Regions from separate parts of the Gossypium hirsutum genome. Here all the other regions are linked to region 2. A link is a contact called in public Hi-C data. All regions are on one chromosome and are shown on one strand. Each heading gives the region's core, a stretch centred on a gene start, on an enhancer-like site or on the middle of the called end of the contact. The rest is flanking DNA. Distances are from core to core; before and after follow the strand shown. Region 1 holds the start of LOC107886539 (protein DETOXIFICATION 29). Region 2 holds the start of LOC121219605 (ARM REPEAT PROTEIN INTERACTING WITH ABF2). Region 3 holds the start of LOC107886549 (AP-1 complex subunit mu-2).

The links. Hi-C and Micro-C count contacts between places; a contact is called where the count stands out from the background.
Region 1: a Hi-C map of leaf shows a contact between it and region 2, with 2.1 times the contacts expected there. The contact joins the promoter of LOC107886539 here to the promoter of LOC121219605 in region 2. A contact is called at or near these places in 7 of 34 Hi-C or Micro-C datasets (callus, leaf and seedling).
Region 3: a contact with region 2 is called in a Hi-C map of leaf, with 1.7 times the contacts expected there. The contact joins the promoter of LOC107886549 here to the promoter of LOC121219605 in region 2. A contact is called at or near these places in 2 of 34 Hi-C or Micro-C datasets (both in leaf).

What each region holds. Positions count from the first base shown.
Region 1 is chrA03:97,397,657-97,400,356 of Gossypium_hirsutum_v2.1, forward strand. LOC107886539 (protein DETOXIFICATION 29) reads right to left here and starts at 1,271. Exons shown (of 8, transcript XM_041109192.1): 1 at 714-1,271; 2 at 78-619. The coding sequence starts at 1,034.
Region 2 is chrA03:97,817,248-97,819,947 of Gossypium_hirsutum_v2.1, forward strand. It overlaps LOC121219605 (ARM REPEAT PROTEIN INTERACTING WITH ABF2), which reads left to right and starts at 1,303. Exons shown (of 1, transcript XM_041098072.1): 1 at 1,303-2,700. The coding sequence starts at 1,663.
Region 3 is chrA03:98,116,657-98,119,356 of Gossypium_hirsutum_v2.1, forward strand. It overlaps LOC107886549 (AP-1 complex subunit mu-2), which reads left to right and starts at 1,392. Exons shown (of 11, transcript XM_016810544.2): 1 at 1,392-1,878; 2 at 2,088-2,234; 3 at 2,377-2,439; 4 at 2,570-2,700. The coding sequence starts at 1,750.

The DNA of each region.
Region 1 (2,700 bases), core at 21-2,520, 420 kb before region 2:
AAAGTAACTTTTTTACTTCCCTGTTTTTATTTAATTTGGATTTAAACAAAGAAGCCCAAGTGTTAGGTTGGACTTACCAGAGCATTATAGCTGAAGCAAAAGACAATCTGACAAATCCCCAGAGATGTTGAAATGCCTTCCAAGAGAAGCCGGTCCAAGCCTGACCACAAGTACCGCTAATTATGTACAAAAACTGAGCCACGTCTATGGCAATCCACGACCCGTTCAACACAATGGCTGCACCAACTAAGCCCCAACCCAGCTTTAGCATCAACAGCCAACTAAACAAACAGTGCAGAACTAACGCCACCCCGGATATCATCGCCATCGCCATCATCTTGCTTTGTGCCTGTAAGAACTTCGCCATCGGGAAGTTAAACGCGTAAGCAAACAGTTGCGGTATCATCCATATTGCGAATATTCCAGCGGCCTCCGCTATGCTTTCCGTTTGGCCTATTACCGTCAAAAGTTGGACCGCGAATATGTATAACAAGCTTAACATCAAAGCCGTTGCGGTGAGGATGACACATGATCTTTGCATGTATACCCCTAGCATATCAAGTTGCCCTGCTCCATATGCTTGGCCGCATAAAGTTTCAAGTGCACTTCCCATCCCAAGCTATTCAAGTTTTAATATCAAGAATTGTAATTAGTGTTATTTTTAACTAAGCCAGAGACCCAAATGAAAACGGAAATCTAATTTACAGATTTACCATGATGCCGAAGCAGAAACCGGCAATGACCGAATTCTCCACGGAGACGGCAGCGAGGGCCAGAGTGCCAACTTGGCCGGAAAATACTTGAGTGATAGCGCCGAGGGAGTATTGACAGACGCTGGTGAAGATGGCGGGGCCAGCCAGGAACCACAGCTTCTTGGACTCAATCAGGTATTCTCTGAAGAAGTCACGGACGCTGTTGATTGGTGGGATGTCATCGGTGCCGGCGGTGAAGGTGATGTTTGATGGTCTAGAAAGTAACTGTTCATCCCCGCCAACTAGCCGAGAGGAAAGAAGCGGTTGCTCAGCTCCCTCCATTGCCACGGGAGACGTAAAGAGCTGGAATACAATATATAATATCAAGTCAACCGGCCAAGGTATATATATATACAGACAATATTTCAGAAGGCGGTTTTGGGTAGAGATTGCATTTATTATAATATTTTCCACGCTGATCCAAAATTAATTAAAGAAATTTAATGCATTTTAATAGTAAAACATTTTAGTTTAAATCTAAAACCCATATAAAATAAAGATCCATTTTGAAATTTTGCTTTTCTTATGTTTGGGCGTTTACATAAATCTTATATTTGTTTTTTCCAATTATTTTAATTTAAATTCAATACATGTGACTTTTATTTTAATTTATCCATTTGATTTTAATTATAATTATTTAAATATTTTATATATATAGTTGTAATTGTAATTAACTTGTACTCTGTTAAAATCTTAAACTTAATCATATGATTTTTAGTTTAATTCAATTCTACTTTTTTCTTTTTATTATTATTAAATCGAGTAGCAGTAGCAGTCACATTAATTAAAAGATCACGCTGGTCTCATGGTCATTCATGCATGCCCTCGCATAAACTCAAGCAACGCTCGACTTGGAAGCCACAATTGTATCATGTGGATTGTTAAGATTTCATAGATCTGTATATTTGTTTTTCTTATTTAGTATTATATATTTATATAAATTAAAATATTAATTTATCTTATATATTTATATACTCATGTGTTTAAATCTTATTACTATAAACTCAATTAAAAAAATTACAAAAAATATCACCCACACTAAACCAAAACTCTATTTTAAGCTAAGATGGACCGCAAATATGTATAACAAGCTTAACATCAAAACTCAATTAAATTTACCACTAAATCAAAACTCTATTTTAATCTTTTTATATATGTTTTAGTTTTATCATCCATCATCAATTGTATATATATTAATATTGTTGTTGATTGAATTTGTGTCACAAATTAACTCGACAACAATTTAAGATTGATATATTTATTTAATGCTCTAAATTTGATGTATTCATAATGTTGGTGATTAAGTTGGCATCACAAATTAACTTGCCACCAACTTAGGATTTATGTTGTTATTTAGCTTAATCTAATTTAAATTTCGTTTTATTTACAATTTAATCAAGTTTTTTTATTTATTTTAATATAATATATATTTAATATGTTATTATTAATTAGTTTCAAACTATATATTTTATTAATTATTGTATGTTATTTTTAAACATATATCTACTATGATAAAATTTCTAGTAATATTATATGCCAACTTTTGTTCGATATTATACTATTGAAAAAGAATCTAACTTATCTGTGTTGTTCCAATAGGGTCGGAAGCGTGTAAATTATTGTACTAAAAAATCACACAAAGTTCAATTCCCAGGGAAGAGAGGTGGATCACATGGATCTCTTAAATACCAAGTCTTTCCTTAGACAGAATATCCCTTCTATAGTAATTTAATAGCACAATTAAATACTACTATTATACCCTCAAATATTGAAAGAAAAATAGGACAAGAAAGAACACAAGAGATTTAACGAGGTTCGGTAAATTATACCTACGTCCTCGGGCACTAACACCAGATGATAACTTTACTATCTCCAAAGTATTACAAACAAATAGAATTCCTTAAGAATTCTCAAATGGGAGAAGAGAGAAAACTAAGAGAGAAAGATT
Region 2 (2,700 bases), core at 53-2,552:
CCCCAATCACTAATAACTAGAAAAAACTATAATACTAAATATATACTCATTTGTAAGATATTGTTCGTATTAATTCATTGAGCTTTATAATTTGTTTTACAAATTGAATAGGATGTGAACGCATAATTGATAAGAAATTGATAGATTTTAATAGAAATTTTATGAAGGTTTTTATATTAAGACTTAGATTACATTTTCTTTCTCTATTAAAAAATAGGTAAATTAGTCTATATACATTATATTAAAAAGTAAACTAATCCTTTTGTTATAAATTCTATTCATTTTTACTGTTAAAAATTAGTTCTTATACATTAGCATAAGATAAATGTGACATGTCACATGTCATTGTCAAGTTATTTCGTCAGTTATTCTAATTTTTAATAACACAAATAAATGATTTTTTTAACAAAAAGAATAAATTTATCTAATTTTTAAATAAAAAAAAACCAAAATACAATCTAACTTTAACTACAAACAACTCCATACTACTTTATGCACCATGAATGCATGTGAGGAAATGTATACAGAGTAGTGATACGAAGCTGAAAGAAAATGACATGACAACGAACTCTATCCAAGACATTATAATTGCTAAGCCTTTGAATTGATATGTTCAAAAGGGAGTTCAGGAGTGAGCAATATTATTTTCATCAAAGATCAAATAATTGAGTAAGCATCAACATTTCTATTTTACTGTTAAAGGATCATAATGTAGTTTGAACCTCTGAATAATAATAATGATAGTTCTTGTCTGAGTACATTGGCGGTCGTAAAAATTATCACTCCATTTTTTCCCTTAAAAATGCTGTTGGAATTATTTTATTAATTGCAGAAGATTGCTCAATAGATTTCATCATCAAATAATTTGATGGGGTGTTGGGGTGCTTAGACAAGGAATGTCTGAGTCAATTGTTAGAAGACTAATTAATAAAATAGTAGATGCCATCTATCTTAAATGTATTGGGAAGAAAAGTAATTAAACACAGAAAATAGAACACAAATTGCGTGGTCAACAATTCAGAAGTAAGTCTTCTTCGAAAATTTCATCACTCTGTTTATCTTTTCTATAACATCATCGGGTCAACCGCTAAGGGTTTTTTTCTTTCTTTCCAGTCTCATAATTCTTTTATATAATTACAGGATATGTTTTTGTCTATATGGGATAAAAAATCTTACAGTTGTATTAATTATCAGAATGTGTTGAGTTGCAGTATGAATTAAGATGGTGCGAAAGTAATTGGAAAATTAAAGTAATATAAAATGAGGTAAATTAAAAATAGATGGAAAAGTATGCTTTGACCGGAAACCAGTAAAAGAAAATGAAAAGGAAAGAAGGAATAATTTTCAACTGATCTTCGGAGCAAGTGCTTTTCACCTTCCTATTACGAAATGTAAGAAGCTTAATCAATTGACTCCTCCTCATCTTCTTTTGGTGCATTTTAATTTGTTATTATTATCATTTACTACTATCGTTGTTTTTTCCATTCACGCGCTGCGTGGAAAGTGGGATACCAATAATGGTGTAAAAAAAAAACACAGCACAATTCCCTAGAAGAGCAGAGGACTTCCTAAAAGAAACGTCAGTAGCAGCTAGCTAAGCTGATTGATTTTCTACTTCTTGACTCGCCCTGGACTCACCTAACGTATTAACTTATTGAGTTGATGATGGGATCGGCGGAGGAGAAAAGAATCGAGGATGAGCTGTCGTATCCGATTATGCTAGCTGAGCGAGTTCGGGCGGCGGCGGACGAGGCGGAGTCGTTTAAAGTTGATTGTGGGGAGGTGGGGAAGCTAGTAGATCGGCTTTCCCAAATGCTTCGAACCCTGGTCCGCTCCACCACCTCGGTTCAATGCCTCTACGAACGCCCGATTCGCCGGGTAGTCTCCGAAGTCTCCAAGAATCTAGAGCGAGCCCTCACCTTAGTCCGAAAGTGCAAGAGGCAGAGCATCTTGCGTCGAGTCGTGAGGATCACGAGTGCCACCGATTTCCGCAAAGTGTTGAACCTTCTGGACGCTTCCATCGGCGACATGAAGTGGCTCATGGGAGTCCTCGACACCGAGAACAACGGGACTGCCAGCGGAATCTTCCTTTCCCTTCCCCCGATCGCCAGCAACGACCCGATTATTTCCTGGGTTTGGTCTTACATCGCCACCGTCCAAATGGGCCAATTAACCGATCGAATTGAAGCCGCTAATAACCTCGCTTCTCTCGCTCGAGACAACGACCGAAACAAAAAGATAACCGTCGAAGAAGGCGGCATCCCTCCTTTGTTAAAGCTTCTCAAAGAAAGCTGCTCAGCGGATGCCCAAATCGCAGCGGCTAATGCGCTTCTTGTTTTAGCAAACGAGCAGGAAAGAGTTAGGAGTATTGTCGATGAAATGGGGGTTCCAATTGTGGTTCAAGTGTTGGGAGATTCCCTTATGAAGGTTCAAATTCCGGTAGCAAAACTAGTGGTGAGAATGGCGGAGCATGACCCTGTGGCTCAAGAGGATTTCGCCAGAGAGAATGTGATTAGGCCGTTGGTCACTTTGTTATCGTTCGAGACTTTTGTGGAAGATTCTAAGACACAGTTGGGTAAGCAAAGTATTCATTCTATAGTTCAGATCAATAAAGAAATGGAGAAATTTTCTTCTGCTGGATCGACTTCGAGAAACTATAGTTATAGACCGTATTCGAACTCCTACTCGAATTTGCATATG
Region 3 (2,700 bases), core at 142-2,641, 300 kb after region 2:
CATCCTTTAAAAAGATTAAATTAGATAAATATGGAACTAATAAAAATATAAGATAAAATACAACATAATTTAATACATTAATTATTCGTATATTAAGATTTAATTTATATGAATAACTAACACTTAAACGGCATATAAATGTAATATAGTAAAAAGGAAAAAAAATTACTTACAGATAAAGTTAAGGGTGAGCAAAACTCAATTTAATTAGGAAAAATAAAAATAAAATTTAAATTTCGAATTAATCGAATCGAGTTATTCGAATTATTTGAGTCTACTCGAATAACTCGATTCGAGTTTTGAGTTTGAGTCGAGTTGAACCTCACAATTTGAATAACTCGAATAATTCGAATAACAAATTGATGCAGATACCCTTTTGGTCTCTGTCAACTTTGAAAATAAGTAAATTAGTCTTTCTCTCAACAAAAATTACAAAATAATTCAAAATCATTTTTAAAATTAAAATATTAATAAAAATTATAAAAATATAAGAATTTTAAAATTTTAAAAATTTCTAAAATAAAAATTTTGGACCCAATTAATAATTCAAATTTATCATACTCAAGTATTTTTTTTTTGCTTTGAATTTTTTTAAATATATATAGTTTCAAATTTATGTGTTCTAACATAAAATTAATTATATTGTAATAATATTTTTATTTAACATATTTAATTTTTTTAATTTACCTCGAATAATTTCACTTGATTCGACTTGACTCAAATTTCATTTCACTTGACTTAATTCTAAAAAAAATTCAAATTGAGTTAAGATGATAAAACTGGACTCGTGAACTTGATTAACTCAAAAAATTTTCACTCGATTTGATCGAACACTCACCCCTAGAGAAGGCAATTGAGCTGCGGACGGATTCTTGTAATTGCTTTTAGTCGACCTTTGGGGGTTTGATGCTTCATCCAACCTCTTGATAAGATGTTGACAATCTTACATGATGATTTGAGTGGTTTAAGGATACCACAGTTAGTAGAGATATAGGCAGGGGCGTAGCTAAGGGGATTGATAAGAGTCCTGACCTGACCCTCCTAAAATGAAATTTTTTTTATTTAGGATTTTTAAAATTTTAAATTAATAAAAGTAAAATTGTACTTTAGAGGATAAAAAATTGATTTAATCCTTTAAAAATTATAAAGATATAAATTATTAAAATGGTAAAATTATACTTTTATTATCATAAAAATTTAATTTAATTTCGGCTCTCTAAAAGTTTTTCTTAGCTTTGCCTTGAATGTAGAACACTTTTAGATGAAACGTGCATTTATTTATCATTAGTATAAAAATAACAGTAATAATTAAATTAAAAAGAAAGCGAAACACGTCCCATTGGTGGTAAATTATATATAAATTAGATTGTCAAATAAAGTAGGAAATGTCAAAAACAACTCACAACATTGGCGCGTGAGTTTCAAACGAAATAAAGCGGCGTCGTTCTAAAAACATTTGGCACCGGGAAAAGAAAACAGGTATGGGAAGATGAAAGTTGAAGCCTTCCATTTAAAATCTGAAATAGAAAGAAAAGTAAATTAGTGTGTATGGAGAGGGCAGATCGTAACGAACATTAAAAAAATATGGTTCAGCTTCAACAAGCTCGCTCAACTTCGCACTTCTTTCATTTAGATCTTTCTTCTCGCTTCTGATTCAAATCAGATCTTAAGGAAACCGTGAACCGCACCGATCTGATTTGCAAAATTGCTAGGGATTTCGTCGGGCAGAAAATATAAACAAAAGAAGAAATGGCGGGGGCAGCATCTGCACTATTTCTTCTAGATATAAAGGGCCGTGTTCTGGTGTGGCGTGACTACCGTGGCGACGTCTCCGCTGCTCAAGCTGAACGCTTCTTCACCAAACTCATCGAAAAAGAGGTTTTTTTTTTTCTTTCGTCAATTTCAGATTTCGATTTGATTTTTTTTTCCGTTTAGAATAAATATATTTCTTCTCTTTGTTGCTTTAATTTTTTTTTAAAAAAATTTGAATTAAGCTTAACTACACTTCGAATCAGTTTTTAAATTGATGGTGCTCAAAGTGGTTAGCGTAATATTGAATTCGGAGGACCTTTGGATTTGGTACGCAGGGAGATCCGCAGTCGCAAGATCCAGTGGTGTATGATAATGGAGTTACGTACATGTTTATACAACACAGCAACGTGTACTTGATGACTGCAACAAGGCAGAATTGCAATGCTGCCAGTCTTCTTTTCTTCCTTCACCGTGTAGTTGATGTAAGCCAATTCGGTAATTTTAGTTTTATGCCTTCTTTATTTTCAAATTTTCAATTGCATTAAATTTTTTTCTAAACATTTTTTTAATGTAGTACTAATATGTGATCTCGATTCTCTATATTGATCTGAATTAATAATTCAGGTTTTTAAGCATTATTTCGAGGAATTAGAAGAGGAATCGCTTAGGGATAACTTTGTTGTAGTGGTATGAGGAGATCAAACTTCCTTTTTTTTTTTTTAAGGATAACTAGTTCCAGCTTTGTTTGTTGGACGATATTGGTTTATAATCTTAGTAGAAGAGTTTATAATTGGCTCTTTTTTTATGCATTTTCCAGTATGAGTTACTTGATGAGATTATGGATTTTGGCTACCCCCAATACACTGAAGCAAAAATACTTAGTGAGTTTATCAAGACTGATGCTTATAGGATGGAGGTTACACAGAGACCTCCAATGGCTGTTACAAA